Linked DNA regions of Zea mays: region 1 is linked to region 2. The links are chromatin contacts, called in public Hi-C maps. All regions are on one chromosome and are shown on one strand. Each heading gives the region's core, a stretch centred on a gene start, on an enhancer-like site or on the middle of the called end of the contact. The rest is flanking DNA. Distances are from core to core; before and after follow the strand shown. Region 1 holds the start of LOC100282245 (pleckstrin homology domain-containing protein 1). Region 2 has its middle 72 kb from the start of LOC100193109.

Region 1 (4,906 bases), core at 1,729-4,228, 200 kb after region 2:
AAATATCTTATATGAAATGGACAAAACTAGCGAGGAGAACCAAACACCCCTTAGTGCTGATTTGGTGACCAGAGATTTCGGAGGGATTAGAGGGGATTGAGGGAGAAATTAGTTTATTTCCCCATCATCCCCCTCCAATCCCACCGTGATCCCCTTATCACCAGATCAACCCTTATGACTATGCAAGCATAAGGACCGTCATCCACTCACTCCAAGAGGCATTCGTGTTGCATATGCCATGGAATTTTGGCTTCAAACCTAGAATCAGCGAGTTTCAAAAACATAAAAGGAAAATCCAGCTTTATCACAGGAAGCGCCATTGAAAGGTTAGTTGTCTGAACAAAGAACATATGTTCAAGCAATCAAGCGCTATCTAAAAGCGGTTGAGATTAACAAGGTCAACATGAGCACAGTGCACATAAAAGCTTGTACTTCTACGGAGTACTAACACCATACTAACACTACCTGTAATAGCCGGCCGAAATCTTAACTACTCACCCCATCCTAAAATATAGTTCTTTTTAGCCCTATTTTTTCCGTCCACATTATAATGAATATAGACATACATACACACTATATTTATAGGTTAATCAATAAATATATATTTAGTCTGGAACCGAGGGAGTACTCAAGATTCAGGTGCCATCAATTCAAGAGGAAAAACTATTAAATTGATCAACATGGGCTACAGCTTCAAACTCTATACATGGTGTTACAAACCAATGCTGGCATTCCAGTTTACATATTCAGGTACCTGATTAACCTAGCAAGAGTTTGCTGTAAGGAGATAACCTGACACCTTAAGTACTATACATATTCAGATCACAAAATAGGCAATTATGTATGGTTATTTGACTTGGCCACTAACAAACATATTGTACTGTTCCACACACACCAGTACACCAGTATTCCTACTCCCATTGCAGCTATTCTCAATTTGTCATAAATGTTAACACCATAAACACCCTAATAGACCATGTCGGCACAAACTTTGTAAGCACAGTACAGTGGAGCTAATGTCAGTGGCAAAATATCCTACCTTGTCATAATACGAAACGATTAGATGAAATTTAATCACAAACATTGGAGTGTAAATATAACAAAACAGTTAGTAAATTATGCTATTGCAAGGCCAACACAGATATGAAAGAACGAGCTAACAGAAATGCATAAGAAAACCAGACTTATTACCAAGCAGCGTCATCAACCTACAAGGCAGGAAACAAATAAACATGATCACAGGCCACTGATGAATAGAAGGATAACATATAAGATACTGTGCAATATTAGCACCAGTTGACTTTTAAACATAATTCACAAAGGATAGAGGAAGGATCCATCCTTTTACTGTAGTTTCTAAGGCTATAGCCAGAAGATCGTGCATATGGCTGTGCAAAGCACTGTTTATAGAGTGGAGTTTAAAATAAGAGACGGGGATGAGTAAGCTGCTAGAGATAGCCTAATGACATAAAATTTCCATAACTGCACAAATAAACACAGCGCATGTTGGCACTCGAGGAGTACTGCATACACCAATTCACTACAGAAAACTTCCACTTCAGATTACAACATAAGACATCATGATACATGGTTCTTTAACAGTTTTACTTCATGGTTAATAAGCATATTATAGCACATTCAGCACTTCATCAGTGTTTGTGTTTCTACTTCTAGGACAGAAACTTCATAAGAGCGCTAGAGTCAGAGCTAGGATCTAAATGCTAGTTTGACAACCTCATTTTTCCAATGGATTTTCATTTTCCCAAGAGAAATTAGTTCGTTTTCATTTGGGAAAATGGTAATCCCTTGAGAAAATGTTGTTGCCAAACTAGCCAAAACTGGGGAATCTTCTGCAAAAATGCGGAGTCAGTTAAGCAATCCTATGCGACTCAATACAATTCCATTAGAATAGAACAAGTCAAACACAACAAAAGGCGAGAGGAATGGGATACTGAATGATTAAAATCTCTTACAATTTCTGAAATTGGGGCCAAAACTTCAAAACTGTTAAAAAAAATAAAAACTAGCCAGACTTCAACCACCTTGTAAATTAGGGTATACCAAGATCAAATCGTAGTATAGTATATACATATAAAACAAACTATAAACGAAAGCACAGCTTATTAACTCGCTTATTACCATACCAGACCATGTCGTTGATAGTTAATATACTGCTACATAATCAAGAGTGAGGAACGTCGGCACAAGGCCACAATCACATGGAATTGGAAATACATATGCTACAAGTCAGATCCATATCGAGAGAGTTCACAGGAATCACCACGCCATTAAGCTGCTGGTGCACTCTCTTCGCTGGTCATAAGCTGCGGCGGGGGCTGGGGGCGGCTGTCGTAGTCAACGACCTCTGCGTCGGTGACGGAGCGGGAGTGCTGGACGATGGAGCGACCGATGGAGTTAATCCACTCCTCCTTGTCCTTCTCGGAGTCCGCAATGAAATACATGGTCTCGGCAGGCGTGGAGAGCTCGAAGGCGAACTGGCGGTTGAGCACGTCCTCGGCGCCCTTGACTGTGAGGCAGGTGGCGACGGGGATGACGCCGCGGGGCACCGAGGCCCGTGTCACCGCAGGGTCCTTGAACCAGAAAAGCCTCCCCTGCTTCAGCACGAACCACCGCCGCCTCCACGTCTTGATGTACTCGCCCTGCTTATTTAGCCACCCAGCGCGCTCTGCGCCGTGCCAGAACTCGACGCCGCTACCTGGGGCCGCGTCCAGCGCCGAGGGGGAGGAGCCGCTGACGCTATCCATCACGGCGCGCCACAGGCTGGCCATCACCGCCGGAGAATTTGGGGATCGGGTGGGAGTTGCGACGGCGGCGAGTCTAGGGTGGGTGGGGAACAATTTCTTCCGTGATGGATTCGCTGGAAGGTAGTGCGCGATGTGATAGGATCGGAGAAGCAGGAATCATCCGACCTGACGGCCACAAATACAATCGAAAGTTTTCCTTCGCTTTCCAAAAATCGGGAGGAATCGGAAAATAATCTATATTAATCGGCATCTATCTGATATTAATATATATTTTATATTTCTTTAATTGTACTCTTTTTTTATTGGTCTCAATTTAGTTAAAAATAAACGATACAACGATAAATATTCGACAACGAAGATATTACTTATTACGATAGGTAAATAGATAATATATTTATTTTTTATAGGATAAATTGTAGGTAAATATAAGAATCTATGTAATTATTTGTATCTTATTGTTCTAAAATTCTAAAAACAAAAATATTATGCAATTAAGATTTACATACCTTTATACGGTTAAAATTTATTAAAAAATCTTAGAAAACTGTAAATATATTTTATTATTTAGTACATAAATATATCAAATTTTAAGTTTTAAATCACCATATATTAAGATATGTAAAAAAGTTCTATTGATAAAATTATCTCCATTTTATCTTTAACATAAGTGAATTAGAATTTAAAATTTTATATATTGATACAATAAATAATGAAGTACATCGATTTTTATGTTTTTAGTAGTTCGATTGCACAACGATTATAGAAAAATCTTGATTACACAACAGTTGTTGTCAAATTTAAGATAGATTAATATTTATATTTGATTTTTGAAAAATCGTAAGATGCAATTTTTTAAACAAAATAGCAGAATCTATAAAATAGATTTTAATTTCTTTAAAACAAAAGGATCTAAAGAGGCCCAGGAAAAAATGTACAACAATTTTCTAGTTGATCTCACATACATAGTATGCAAAAAAATTCTCGTTGGTTTCACATACATAATATGCAAAAATTTGTGTGCAGTACAATCAAACTAACAAGACTTATTAAAAAAATCTAAAAATGTATAGATATATTTTATTATTCACTCTATTAATATATCAAATTTTAAATTCTAATTCATCTCATGTTAATATAAAAATAGAAAATTCTCTCCAACCTGGAGGATTAAAAATAGTAAAAAAATTATATTAAGATTTTATGACTTTGAGTAGTTTATTTGTACGATAATTTTACAACAAGATTGATTACACAATAGTTTTTGTCTAGAAAATAGTTGGCAATAAGTTTTAATCCACTGTAAGATCGAGTAAAATATTGAGCTATTGCAAGGGTATCATAAATTTAGCTTAAGTCTGACAGATATCGTGTGGCAAAAGAATAAGACACGTGTATATCAAGGTCTAGCTGATGCATCTTTGTGCTTGAGGTCTTGAAATTTTATCTTTTCATTATTCATACAAAGTAGTGAATTGCCTAGAGACCAAAATTTCGAGTTCTGCTCCTCGTTCATGTGATGGTAATAGTTTGCACATACTCCCATTTCATGCTTTTTAGGCAGTGGCTTGCTAGGACAAATGAATCGATAGAAGTGTCTTTTGCTACCACCACCGCTACCCTCGCCCCGACGTTGGAGCCGCATCGGCCATGTTTATTTCAACTTTTTTCAGTCAGGGGCTGGTTCAATATAATGACAAGGGTATTCAAATGAATACCAAGATTTCAATAAAAAATTAATATAAAAGATAACTCTAGTTTATCAATCTTATGCTCATCTAATACTCCATTTCAATGCGTATGCTATAAAATTATTAATATATAAATATGTAATATGTTGTGGTATTATAAGTATCAAATTGTAAGACTTTATATGGTATTATACATACCAAATTTTTCCCTTAATAATTTTGAATACTCATGTTTCAAATCCTGGACCCACCATTGTTTTCAGCTATGGCCACCAGAAACTGCTGCAGACTGCCAAACGCCCAGCTTTTTAATCCGCTTATATAAGAACCACTTTAGTCAAAACCGTCCAAAATAAACTTGAAAACAAAATCGGCCGAGTCATTCCAATAATAGGAAACTGTTACTTTCTACAATATAAACCCTATAGACTATTTTATCTTCTTCCGCATGTA
Region 2 (4,636 bases), core at 1,481-3,980:
CGTACTTCATTGTCGTCGACATCCGTGCGCCGGCAGGAAACCCTAGCACACCGATCACCAAACAACCAAAGCTCCGATACCACTTGTTATAAATAAATGCGACACAAATAGGATCAATCACAGAGTAGACACGGATTTAACGTGGAAAACCCCTCCAAAGTGAAGGGGAAAAAACCACGGGCGCCGGCCGGCAACTTCTCACTATTTTTTGGTGGTTACAGATCGCAGGAGATTTACAATAGAGATAGATATCTCCTGCGGCTTACAAAGATATTTATAGAGGTGAAACCCTAAAACGATCCGTACCGGCTAGCAGATTGTATATATAACCGTACAAAACACACTATATACTGCACTCTTTATGGTGTGGACTGTGGAGATTAGAATAAGACACGTAGATGAGCAAGCTACCCAAGAAAGCACGAACTTTCTAGCCAGAAGTGCACTAATCTTTCTTCATGGCAAATGACAAAACAAAGATTCTACATATAGAATCGGTGCAATTGGTCGATGTAATACCATCTTTTTGTTGGAGTTGGAACCTATCGCCCCTCCAGCGGCCAGCGAGATCCTTTGCAGTTACGTCCGGTGGACGTAGCTACAACTGGCTCCACATGTCAGCCGCCAGACGAATGAGTTCCCTCCAGCGGCGATCGACAAGGCCTTTTGCCCTTCTTATTAGGCGATATATCCTCCAAGGACCCGATGCAAAGCAAGTTGATTTTAAAACAAATAAATAAATTAGGTTTATGTTGCTTATTGATGGACGGCAGACATTTTTTTTTACAAATTTTCAGTTCCATAATATAGTTTTGAAGTTTTGAATATTTTTAAATATAAAAATAAAAAAAAACTGCCGTAAAATGGAGTATGGTCATAAGGTCTACATACCTAGGTTTGACTGTGGAGCATGCGTTTTCCTCATTATCGCTACTAGTGTTTGACAAATTTCGCTCTTGTCCTGGACTTCTCGTGATGCTAGCTGGTTCCGCATGTCCTGGGACTGCGGCCTCACTTGCGTGCTCATGGTGCTTAAGACGCTGGGTATTGATCGTTGCGACAGCATTGCCGACCTCGACCTCGACCTCGAGAGGCTCTGCCACACCACGAGGTTATCTCTCTAGGACTGGAACATTACAGTTTTACGTGCAATTAACTGTACGGCAGAACTAAAGAAATGGATGTCAGCTTGATTTGGTGGCCCTAAGCATGGCACATTCAAAAGGTAGAAGGAAAAAAAATGTAGTAGTACAGAGCTAAATGACTGTTGTCCAATGATCATAAGAGAATATTTGGTCCTGAATAGTCATAAGATCAGAAAAATGCAATATCTTCTTCATTCAAAACAAATACAGGTATACTTACAAGAACAAAAGCTACATGAATATGGCTACCTTAATTGTTCTATTTAAGCATTATGCATGTCAACTCAACAATAAACGAATACAGAATACTCACTTCGGTTGTTGACAGACACACATGACATGTTGTGGGCTAGCTGAAACTTGTACTTCAATAATGTCTTCAAATTTCAACCAGTAGTACAAGCCTGAGAAACTAATGCTGTTTAACGCTTCTGTTTGCAGGATTTGGACGGTTGAGTTAGCATATCTGTTAAACAAGATTTCAGTCAGTTATTGTTTATGAAGTTGACATTAGTAATATTCTAAAAAAAATTGTCATTTTGCAGGAGCAATTGCAAGATGATATCTATCAATCGAGTGGATGAGCTATCTGGGAAGGCATTTGATGCTGAAATCAGTGTTCAAGTATGCTCGAAACAGATAGCAACATCTTCTGCACTACATGTACATCATATATTGGTTTTCAAACTATTCCACCCCCCCCCCCCCCCCCACACACACACACACAATTTATGGCTTTCCCACAGTGCAGGTCCATCACCGCATATGACATTGCTTTGCTATCTGGGCACTGCATTGCTATTGTTTTAGTGGACAAATCAAAGCTACAGTAAGTATTTTTTCCTTAATTTGTTGCTGTTGCTAGAGTGATATGTAGCTCCTTTTTGTTTCACTCTTTCTCCATGAACAGCTGATTCCATAGAAACAAGATGGATTTGGTTCTAAATTGTTAAGCTTTTAAAGCGGGTTCGCTCTTTCGAAGCAGCAGTGTGGATGCAGTATATGGGAAAAGACTACAATTCTTGAACTTTACTTACAGCCTTACAGAGGGGGGTTTTCTTTCTTTCTTTCTTTCATATGATAAACATCTATCCATGCGTCCAAATGCGCATGTACTACAAATAAGCAACTCATTAGTTTAGTTTATTTACATTTGGTTTTTTCAGCTGAGAAATAATCTTGAATGCAGTTTGCCTTGATGTGCAACAGCTCAACGAGGAATCAGACTACATGGGTAAGTAGCCCTTATGCAGTTTCCAGGTTGTTGGGAGGTGAATGACATGCGTTTTTGTGGTTTTGATTATTTGCTTATCTTGTATTTGCAAAGCACCAGCGCCACTCCTGCGTGTGTGGCTGTGCGTGCCTGACAGCAACAGCCAATACCGGCATGCAAACTGGCCGTGCAGAAGATGACGATCGACGATCGTAAGCTGCAGAAGATGACGATGGTACAGAAACGCAGGCCCACTCGTTATTAGTGATATACATGAGAAGAAGCACTCTGAAAGAAGCACTCTGCACCGTACTGGAGTTGACCCTACTAGCAGGCTGAGATGTGCAGGCCCAAAGCATCCAGCCCACGAAAACACTCAGAAATGGGGAGCAGGTAGTGCCGATCCGTCTCTTGGCATCCCAGGGCTCACCGGTGAGGTGGCGGCGCGCAGTTCGCCGGTGCAGATCTTGCTGGCGCAAAGCTCTCCGACGGCTGTAGTAGAAGCGCACCTCACGCGGCCGTAGCGTTCGTCCGTCCGGACGCACGGACGTACAGGTACAGCAGGACCAACAATACCGATTTTTTTTTCCAAACCATCATCACATGCACAACGTACGGGGCCACGAATAAATCGGCAGGGTTCCTAAAGATTTCAAAGGGCCAACCTGTTGTTTCTCTGTCATTTTTCTCGTACGAGGAGTGCGTGTTTGATACCCCACATGATTAGTACTGTGGACGGGAATTCGGATCTGACTTTTATTACGACTTTGTTTGTTCGCGATTAATATTTTGGCCTCTTGTTAGCTGTTGCTATTCCTGATGGCGTACACTGACAGTGGCGCAGTACACGTTAGTGTAGAACATTTACTCTATGCTATTACAACACAACATAATGGGATGTACCCTTAAACCTCGTTTGTTTCGTTGGAATTGAATTTTATTCTAATAATTATAATTTACACAAACTAATTGAGTTAATATATATATATATATATATATATATATATATATATATGTAATGTATTTATATATTATACTAAACCAGATAGATAGTTATACACTATATTTATGTTATAGAGAAATAAGTAGAAGAGTGTGCTATAAATTGTATATTAGAAAAGTAGCATTTAAATCTATAGAATTAATTTTCATCTCTCACCTCATGAATTTGAGATAAGCTTATATATATACTTTGGAAAGTTGTGGAATGTCACATTCTAAAAAAATAATCTATTGTATTAGTTAAATTCCAATTCCTTAAAATGAAAGGAAACAAACGGGTTCTTATTGATTTTGTTTATATAAGTATATAATGCTTGTTTTCATGTTTTGGCTTCGTGGTCCTTTTTACTGCCTATTATATGTATCTTCATATCTAGTACTAGACAGTCTTTCAGTTACGTATAGAATTTTAGTTTCAAATTTATAATAAATTAGTGCAACGATGGTATCATGTTTTTTCTTAAGAAAGCTAAAGTCAGACTTTCTCCTATTATCTAAAAATATGTACTCTTCTATCTCGATCGACCATACAATTATTGTCATCCACGAGTACCATATAATAGGGTGTGTTGGTTCAACACTATTGGATGATGCCGAGCTATAATTGTCCTTCATGTTGAGGCGGGATCGTTTGTTCCCATTGTCGGAGTTGGAGTAATCGTGCCTAGAGCAGCATAACATCATGTGAGTCGCTTGGTCGGGCTGCGGACAAGCGTTGTAACTGTCTTTAAAGAAGGTGACTCTTTGGTTGCTCATGGATCGATCCTTGAGCTGCTTGGCGCTATTGTGGCGAGGATGCTCAACAGTGGAGTTGTGTGTGACCTTGGCTCTATTTGGCCCCAAGAGGTCAATCGCCGTTGCTCTCAATAATGTCAACAAAGTACATTAACCGCGTGTGCACGTATAAATATACGAACTCACAAAATGTCTTGATTTACAAAAAATGTAAAATTCATAAAGGTATATGTGTACTTGCAAGCCTTTAATCCTCTGTCTTAGTCCAATCCCATCGTCGTTGGAACTGTGATGCAACGAAGAACACAAACTGGTTGTAGGCCGCATGTCTTGGAAGGATGAAAAGGAGCACAAACACCATATGCGAGAGAATCATAGGGGGAGGGAACATAGGAGGAACGCCATAAGTTAAAGCACATAGAGCAGTACTGTCGGGTACCGTAATTAGGGGTACCCCCAATACTCCTAAACGCGGCCGGAAAACATCTTCAGAACAAACCATAAACAGCTGATAAAGCGCGGTTCAAGTCAGGACCTCGTC

What was found. A called contact is a pair of places that touch in the nucleus more often than the background predicts.
Region 1: a Hi-C map of bundle sheath shows a contact between it and region 2, with 2.3 times the contacts expected there. The contact joins the promoter of LOC100282245 here to the enhancer-like site in region 2. A contact is called at or near these places in 4 of 25 Hi-C or Micro-C datasets (bundle sheath, ear, leaf and 1 more).

Annotation. Positions count from the first base shown.
Region 1 is chr8:98,066,679-98,071,584 of Zm-B73-REFERENCE-NAM-5.0, forward strand. LOC100282245 (pleckstrin homology domain-containing protein 1) reads right to left here and starts at 2,979. Exons shown (of 1, transcript NM_001155157.2): 1 at 2,075-2,979. The coding sequence starts at 2,789. The coding sequence ends at 2,289.
Region 2 is chr8:97,866,486-97,871,121 of Zm-B73-REFERENCE-NAM-5.0, forward strand. It overlaps the pseudogene LOC103637117. Among protein-coding and RNA genes, the nearest start is that of LOC100193109, 72 kb to the left of the region's middle. Within about 2 kb of position 2,731, at least 19 of the 20 cell types and tissues checked have an H3K27ac peak or open chromatin away from gene starts, as enhancers often do. A contact at or near this core is called in bundle sheath, ear, leaf and 1 more, where this site is marked.